Regions from separate parts of the Mus musculus genome. Here regions 1 and 2 are each linked to region 3. Evidence: chromatin contacts called from public HiChIP or PLAC-seq data. All regions are on one chromosome and are shown on one strand. Each heading gives the region's core, a stretch centred on a gene start, on an enhancer-like site or on the middle of the called end of the contact. The rest is flanking DNA. Distances are from core to core; before and after follow the strand shown.

The links. HiChIP or PLAC-seq counts read pairs in DNA pulled down with a chosen protein or histone mark.
Region 1: an HNF4G HiChIP or PLAC-seq map of pancreatic cancer cells shows a contact between it and region 3. The contact joins two enhancer-like sites. A contact is called at or near these places in 4 of 39 promoter capture datasets (the 3T3-L1 cell line, embryonic stem cells and liver), 1 of 484 Hi-C or Micro-C datasets (liver), 1 of 115 datasets of contacts at active chromatin or transcription factors (pancreatic cancer cells) and 3 of 9 other capture datasets (adipose tissue, embryonic stem cells and liver).
Region 2: a FOXA1 HiChIP or PLAC-seq map of pancreatic cancer cells shows a contact between it and region 3. The contact joins two enhancer-like sites. A contact is called at or near these places in 4 of 39 promoter capture datasets (the 3T3-L1 cell line, embryonic stem cells and liver), 1 of 15 datasets of contacts at CTCF or cohesin (the NIH/3T3 cell line), 1 of 484 Hi-C or Micro-C datasets (nephron progenitors), 1 of 115 datasets of contacts at active chromatin or transcription factors (pancreatic cancer cells) and 3 of 9 other capture datasets (adipose tissue, embryonic stem cells and liver).

What each region holds. Positions count from the first base shown.
Region 1 is chr3:27,903,737-27,906,436 of GRCm38.p6, reverse strand. No RefSeq gene overlaps it. Among named protein-coding and RNA genes, the nearest start is that of Gm42195, 4.9 kb to the right of the region's middle. Within about 2 kb of position 1,261, at least 30 of the 459 cell types and tissues checked have an H3K27ac peak or open chromatin away from gene starts, as enhancers often do. A contact at or near this core is called in pancreatic cancer cells, where this site is marked.
Region 2 is chr3:27,885,345-27,888,044 of GRCm38.p6, reverse strand. It overlaps Tmem212 (transmembrane protein 212), which reads left to right. Exons shown (of 4, transcript NM_001164437.1): 2 at 1,538-1,597. Among named protein-coding and RNA genes, the nearest start is that of Tmem212, 9.7 kb to the left of the region's middle. Within about 2 kb of position 1,319, at least 64 of the 459 cell types and tissues checked have an H3K27ac peak or open chromatin away from gene starts, as enhancers often do. A contact at or near this core is called in pancreatic cancer cells, where this site is marked.
Region 3 is chr3:27,597,702-27,600,401 of GRCm38.p6, reverse strand. The region is part of intron 3 of Fndc3b (fibronectin type III domain containing 3B); the gene reads left to right. Among named protein-coding and RNA genes, the nearest start is that of Mir3092, 14 kb to the right of the region's middle. Within about 2 kb of position 1,306, at least 64 of the 459 cell types and tissues checked have an H3K27ac peak or open chromatin away from gene starts, as enhancers often do. A contact at or near this core is called in pancreatic cancer cells, where this site is marked.

The sequences.
Region 1 (2,700 bases), core at 12-2,511, 310 kb before region 3:
ACAACAGAAGTCTGTGTGGTTAGCATGCATAAGGCCCTGCCTAAGGCTTCAATATCCAATACCACTAACAAAACAATACAATGAAAGAAAAGCCAAACTCTAGGAGTGCTATGAGCATGTTGCCTACTTAACATTATCAGAAAAACAATAACTGATAAATAATGAAAATAGGAAGTAATAACATGGAGAGCAGCTATAAGCTGCATGTGGTTTTGTTCCGTATATCCAGGAAGGTTTTCACTTATCAAGTAGTTACACACAAGCAACTTGTAGGCCTCGAGCCTCCGCGCTGTGCCAAGCCAGCCTGAATTTATCCAAGCTCACAGAACCAGGTAACCAGGCTGAGGACTCACTTACACGGAAGAGTTGAATCCATTTGTCTGCCTCCTTCTTTGAGACACTGTAGCCCAGGATTCATGGCAACTCTCCCACCTCGGCCACCACAACTCTGGGTCGTTAAAGCTTAAAGGTAAATTGAAAATCTGCTTTTGTCCTAGACTTTCTATGACACTTACTATTGTCAACTTGGGAGCGTCTGGAGTTCCTAGCAGACAATTATCTGAGGAAAACCGGGAGTTTCTATACTGAATTAAGTTAACATCCTAAATGTGGGTGATGCCACTGCGTAGGGTTAGGGGTCCCACGATTTAATTAAGAGGTGACAGTCGGCTAAAGAGCAGCATCCGTCACCCCACATCCTGGCTGTAAATACAGTGTGACAAGACACCCCCCCCCCCCCCCCGTCACCACATGTCCCCTGCTGTGATGTTCTGTATCCCCTTAAACCGGCAGGCAAGATACACCCTTCTTTGCTAATGATAGTTCTTGTCAAGTTTCAGGGCACAGCAATGGGGAAGGCAGCTGATACACTGTCTCAGGATGGTGGCTCTCCGTCACTAGATGGGGTGAAAGCATCTTTGCCTTTTGTCAGTAGAGGAAAGGTTGTAGGGTGTCTTCCTCCCTCCCTCCAGTGTGTGTGGGAGCACAAACCCACAACCAGGACAGTGTTATTTCTATTTCATATTTTGTTTTTCTATAAACAAACTTTATCTGTGGCCTTGTGGCAGTCAGTCAGTTCCAGGAAATGCACAGCTGACAATGTCATTCCCCTTGAACTGCACATAATATAAAAACAGACTTTAAGTAAATATTTGAATTAGGACAATTACAAAAATTTAACTTTGGGCCAGCCTTTCCGAGCACGTATCGATCACTCCTTCCCAGGGCTGCTGTTTCAATGGGCACGGTGAGTCACACCTGCTCCATTCAGAGGAAGCAGAACGTGACAATGGCTGTGCTGGCAGAGGATGGTTGAGAGCGACTATAACTGGGAGGTTAGGTTCCTGCCACCTGTCTATAAATAGCAGCAGAGCGGCACCCCGTGCTAAACAAGGAGAGAGCAGAGAGGTGCTAACAGCTGACCCTGGAAGGCCAGAACTGGCGGCCATTGGATGCTTTTTCTTGGGAGTTTAACAATGGATTCAGTCCATGAAATGACAGGCTAAGCATGGCTAGTTCTTAATGTCCGCCTGAGACTCTCCAGTTGGCTTACCCCTTCGTGCTTTCCACTGTTAGTAACACACCCGTTTCCGTGAGCTCTCTTGTTAGATAAGGTGGCCTTGCTTGGCCCCAGCTTTGTCAGTTTGTTTTGTATAGACAGTGAGAAAAAAATGTGAATGCTTTGTCATATGGAAGTTACTCAAATGCTCTTTTGTTGTGGTTTTTCTTTTCTGTTGTGGAAACAAACAAACAGCAAGGATGGAAATCTGGGTGGGTTGAAAAGTAAACATTACTAGCCTTTCTATACAGTGCTAATACCATAGATATGCCACCAAAGCATGATGCTTGTAATGAGACCTAGCTCCTAATAACCTAAATGCTATGTTCATATTACCAATTTCTTCATCTCAGAAAATATTATGACAATTATGATATCATCTGTATGGAGATACAGTAGGACAAAGAGTTTGCACAGTTCAATTCCCTTGCTTGTCTTCTCTTCTCTCTCTTCCTTTCTCTGTCTTCCTTTCTTGTCTTTCCTCCCTCCCTCCCTCCCTCCCTCCCTCCCTCCCTCCCTTCTTCCTTCCTTCCTCTTTCTTTCTTTCTTTCTTTCTTTCTTTCTTTCTTTCTCTTTCTTTCTTTCTTTCTTTCTTTCTTTCTTTCTTTCTTTCTTTCTTTCTTTTTTCCTTCCCCCCTCCCTCCCTCCCTCCCTCCCTTCCTTCCTTCCTTCCTTCCTTCCTTCCTTCCTTCCTTCCTTCTTTCCTGTCAGGATCGTAGGCACCGGAGGCTGGCTTTGAACTCTCTATGTGGCTGAAGATGACTGATCTAATTCTCCTGCCTATATGACATACATACCACCACATGAGGTTTGTTCAGTGCAGGGGATGGAACTCAAGGCTTCACACATGCTAGGCAAACAACTGACTCTGTCCCCCACCCTGTTTGATTACCATGAGCAGGGGCTAGATTTCAGATCAGCATCACTAGTAGATTAAAGAACTGCCCATCAGAGCTCTTACTCAGAGGTGACAGTCCTCGCTGGACTCTTGAGAGGCTAGTCTGTGACTTGTGCCTTCTTCTGTTCACCACCAAGTTATGTGATTTTATGCTGGTGCCCATACAGCAGGGTTAAGGCAATCCCAGCATGCTTACTTCAATGTGCCTTTCCCCTATGCCTGTATCTGATGCACAAATGATGTA
Region 2 (2,700 bases), core at 70-2,569, 290 kb before region 3:
TGCACTTTGAGTATTTTTCTTTGAATGGGAACTATAGAGAAAATGCCTTCATACAAGAGGATGGCACTGCACCCAGAGCTCTAAATGCCTTGCCATTCTAATGACTGTCTTTATTATTTAGGAAACTGAGGTCGTGTGTCTGCACCCCATTGGTAGTTAAAGGCAGAACAATTAAAAAAAAAAGCAAGCTGCAAAAGATCAGACCATGGCTAGGAATGATTTCTGGGCTTGAGGACAGATCTCCATTCCAGTTTGTCCTGTTTGCAGCTTTATAAATTTGTTGGAAAGATGTAAACATGTCTCAGTGAGCAAAGATGTTTGTAGCTAAGCCTGAGTCTGAATTCAGTCCCCAAGGCCCCACATGGTAAGAAACAGCCAATGCTATCAATTTATCTGACCTACACCACACACACACACACACACACACACACACACACACACACACACACACACACAGAGAGAGAGAGAGAGAGAGAGAGAGAGAGAGAGAGAGAGAGAGAGATTAAAGATACATAAAATTATATAGATAGATGTAGATAGGATATAGATATAATTTTATGTTCATCCCTGATTTTTTATCTGGACTTCAAAATTCATGCTTTGGTGTATGTAAACACGCATACCACACACACACACACACACACACACACACACACACACACACACACTCACACTCACACTTTTCTGTTGCTGTGATAAAAAAAAATATAGCATAACCAAAAGCAACTTAAGAGTTTTTTTCTGCCGGGCAGTGGTGGCGCATGCCCTTGATCCCAGCACTTGGGAGGCAGAGGCAGGCGGGTTTCTGAGTTCGAGGCCAGCCTGGTCTACAGAGTGAGTTCCAGGACAGCCAGGGCTACACAGAGAAACCCTGTCTCGGAAAAACAAAAAACAAAAAAACAAAAAACAAACAAACAAGAGTTTTTTTCTGGCTATGGCTCCAGAAGGTTCAAGTCTATGATGGCAGGAAAGGAGGCAGATGGTTCTTTATATTTCTACCTTCACACAGGAAGCAGCAAGCAGAGGGAGCAAGCAGGAAGTGGGGAAGACTACAACACAGCAGAGCCTATCCTCCACTTTAACATACAACCTCCTCAAGGCTCCAGGTCCTAAAGATTCCATGCTCTTCCCAAGCATCACCACCAACTTGGAACCAAGTGTTCAGATGCTTGAGCCTACACGGCCATTTCTCATTCAAACCAGCACGCAAAGCCTAGGGCGAGATCTATGAAGCCAAGATTTAACTGTCGTGACCTAACAGGAGCGGAGGTGGTGCCAGTGACGGCAAAGTCAACAGAGAGAATGGAAAATAAGTTGGTGTGACTCATGTCCTGATGACTCTAATGGCTGCTTTTCCTCCCTGTCAACACAGCTCCTTTCACAGATGAAGAGGGGACCAGAGCCGTAAATCCATTTCCCCCTTTGCCCTGCCTTCCAGCTTGTGATAAAGCTGTCAAGCTGTGAGACAGATAGAACTCTTAGCAGAGGTCCCTTCGATTGTGGATGTTATTTTTTTTTTCCAATTTTCTTTTCACAGGCTGTCACAGCTGGATCACTTGTGCTGCTGGCTCACAGAGAGTGGACCCAGAGACACTTGGTAAATACAAAATGTCTGCAGGGATGGTTCAGTAGATTTGACACTGTGTGTGTGTGTGTGTGTGTGTGTGTGTGTGTGTGTGTGTGTGTGTGTGTGTGTGTCATGGATCTCAAGCCTGGGTCTCATGGATCTCAGCTTGTCCTTGAACTTAGTATATAGCTGATCACAACCTCAAATTTCTAATTTTCCTTTCTCTACCTCCCAAGTACTAGGATTACAGGTGTATACCACCTTACTCAATTCTGTAAACTATGTTTAAAATGTATAATATTTTTTTCATTGAGTTCTTACTCCAAATAGTTTCTCTAAGTTCATGAATATTGTTTGGTGTCGTGTCCATACTCATGAATTTAATCATGTTGTAGTAATGAAGTATAGGTGCTGCTGCTTTCAATATTCCATGTGCCCATGAATACTTCATGTTCCCACATGTGCGTGAGTGCATGTGTGCATGTGTGCATGTGTGTGTGTGTGTGTGTGCACGCGCTATGGAGTGCATAGGCAAACCCTTTACCCACTGAACTACACCTCCAGTCTCAATGCAGTTCACATCTCAACTCTGAGGTCTCCTTCCCAGCCCTCACAGACTGGGAAAAGATGAAAGGTCCGAGCGATCCTGTTTCTAATAGTGCTGAGCTGGCTTTTTCCAAGCTACAGAAAGAGCACAGCATCTGACCTTAGGCCTGTTTTCCATAGCAAAGGCTGAAGATGGGAGGTCAGCTCCGGCTGCCATGGATTGATTGAGAAGGTCTGGACAAGGTGAAAGGCAACCTTTCTGAGAGACTCCTAACCTTGTACGATGCTAACCAACCAGAGATGATATTCTGAGTAGCAAGTCCTAGAGAAGGGACTGGTTCCACTCATTTTGGTTTTCCTAACCTGAACTGGCACTTTGCATCAGATAGGAAATAAAACGTGACTGAATTGATTTCATTTTAGCTCAGGTTGGCAGATGATGTCCTCCTGCAGCATAGATTGGCAGCAAGGGAAACAGGACCTGAAAGGAAGGCTGAGAGGACAAGGGATAGAGGTCACAGGTAGTATGGGTCTGGCATTCAGGAGGCCCGGAGCTTTACATTTTAAACGGCGGTACTGGGATGGGG
Region 3 (2,700 bases), core at 57-2,556:
CATTGTCATTGTGTTTAGAAGCGACACATGGGAAATAACATCTGGCGGCTTTATGCACCCTCTCTGGAACCCTGGTCGCTGGGACCTCGTGTAAGGTGGTAGCTTAGGAATGGGAATCCAGAACTCCCAGCAGTCTCAGTAGACATCTGTGTGTTTCAGGTGTGGGTTGGCACCCAGGGCACCTGGTCATCTTTCTGCTTTACAAATCTGTCAGTGAATTTAAAAACGGATTGAACATGTCACTGTCACCTGCTTTCTTACTGTGTCTTGGTGATATCATGTTGATGGCATGAAGTGGTTTAGGAGGAAATGTTCCTACCAAGTAAACCAGGGAAGTCTTCCCCTGGGCCTCAGCCCCATCTCCTGCAGAGTGACGCTCATCACCGTGTGCTCAGTGTGATGCCGCAAAGTGGCGGGGGGAGGGGGGGTTTTGAGTATTGTCATCTTTGTATTGTTTTATAGTGTCTGCTTATAGTGGAGGGATGAAATAGCCAGGAAGACAGCAGTGAGGGGGAGACTTTAAGTACATGCAGAACTCAGTGTGTGGTGAATCCATATTGAGTTATAAGAGTTCATAGTTTACTACTTTCAGGAGATTTTTTTTTTCAAGTTTATACAGCTTAATAAACCAATGATCACCCAGTACCTATCTTTACTGACTTAAAAAGTGATTTGTAATAATCTGGTTTTTGTATACAAGTAGTTATAGGATAATTTTGTAAACCTTACTTTGTTTATTCTAGTATAATTTTTTTTTTAATAATTTAACTGTTCAGAAAGTCAGGGTTGCTTTTGAGAGTACAACTTTGGATGACCCTTTATCCTGTTCTGGTTATTTGGTTATTGTTTGTCCATGTGTATAGCCGATACCTTAGTGTTTCATAACCTAGGTTCACTTGGAGCTATGGCTCGGTGGTTTTCATACTGGAGCAGCCAGGTTAGAGTGCTCAGCTTTCCCCATCTGTCTTGGTTTAATGGTTTATGTCAACCCTATTCTTGTATACAACCTCGAGAAGCATCCTGATTGGCAGGCTTGTCACAGATCCAAGTTGTTCCTTCCACTGTTAGCTTACAGCCTTGTACTTAATGAAATACTCTGCTGATGCCCGAGAGGTGTACCTCAGGCCTTAGGGCAGGAGCAGTGGGGTTGACCATGCAGGGCTTGGCATGCCATGTGGTGATCTGTCAGAGGGTCTATGCTCAGACCTGGGCTGCCTGTGGAGCCAAGCCGTCTGGTAGGTTTGCAGTGGTGGGACAGGGAAGTAGTTGTTAAGATGACTCAGGGAGGGGCTAACTGCTTCTAAGTCTTCCAGCAGGCCCATTCTGTTTACCTCAGGGACTGGGTAACTAAGTTGAGAACAACACGGGAGAACAGTGGAGATGACTCATAAGTTTCCTGGCTGCTAAGCCAGTATCAAATAATTAGAAAACATCACATAGATAAGACCAGCAGCCAGAAATGCTCTCTGCAGGGGCTGACTTTGTGATGCCTGGGCTTGTGCCACCCAGCAGTGGATGAGGGACGCAGCATGTGTGCAGTGGGTCACCCTGGCTCAGTCCCTCTGCTGGGTGACTCTGTCAGTTCTATCATTGCTTTGATTTAAAAAAAAAAAAAAAAAAAAAAAACCCCGCCTAGCTGAAACCAGCTGCTGGGAGGGGGGTGGCTCTCAGTTGAAGGGGAAACAGTCCATCTTGGTGGGGGTGGGGTGTGACGATGGCAGTGATGTGCTGCTCTGGTGGCAGCTTGCTCACATTTCAGTGGATCAGGAAGTGGACCCATTGCCCAGAGCCCTACTTCCTCCAGCGAGGCTCCACCCCCTGAATGGTTGCTGGCTTTGCAAAGCAGCAGCACCATTTGGAGAGCAAGTGTTGTAGGGATAGTTTACACTCAAACCTTAAACATGGCTCACCGCGTTCTCCCACTGAAAGTTCACTTAAAGTGAACTTAAACGGTGCGGAGGAAAAACCTAGTTTTGTTTTTCTTACCACAAAGGAGACGATTTCTTTGCTTAGCTGTACTCAAAGTGGGAGGTTTAGAAACTGAAGGGGTTGGCACTGGGACGTAGCCTAGTGGAAGAGCATTTGTCTTGAGGTTTAATCACCAGCACGTGAAGGAAAAACAAGGCAACAACAACAAAACAAGCCAAACCAAACCAAACTGAAGTAACCTCAGAGCACGCACCATTGCAGCCACTGCGCCTGCCCTTGCAGCAACACAGGGGCAAGGCTTCACACCAGGGCTTGCAGTCTCCTTCAGCCAGAACTTCTAACATCCAGATCAGAATTCTGCTGCTGCTGCTGCTGTTGTTGAATCGCATTTATGTGTTAAATAAATGATACATTAAGACATGTTGGCAAGTTTGTTTGTTTTTTTTTTTAAACCAACCCCCACCCCACCCCATTGGTATTAGAAACGCCAGCCCCCGTGGGTGGAATTACTTCTCACTCCTATAAGGATTCACAAGTTTCCTTTCTAGGACCTGGTAGCACTTCTTTGTCATTTCTAAGTCAGGGCAGAGTGCTGCTGTCACCTAAGGATGCTGGGTGGGGTGGAGGGTGAAGGGGGTGGGTGGGGGGTGGCGCTTGTTACTTTCTGTCCCTAGATTCCCTCTTGCCCAGAAGAGCAAGCTGTGGATGCCACATAGAACAGAGGAGCTCCATGGGTGGGGCAGGGCAGGTATTGAAGACTAATGGTGGGCT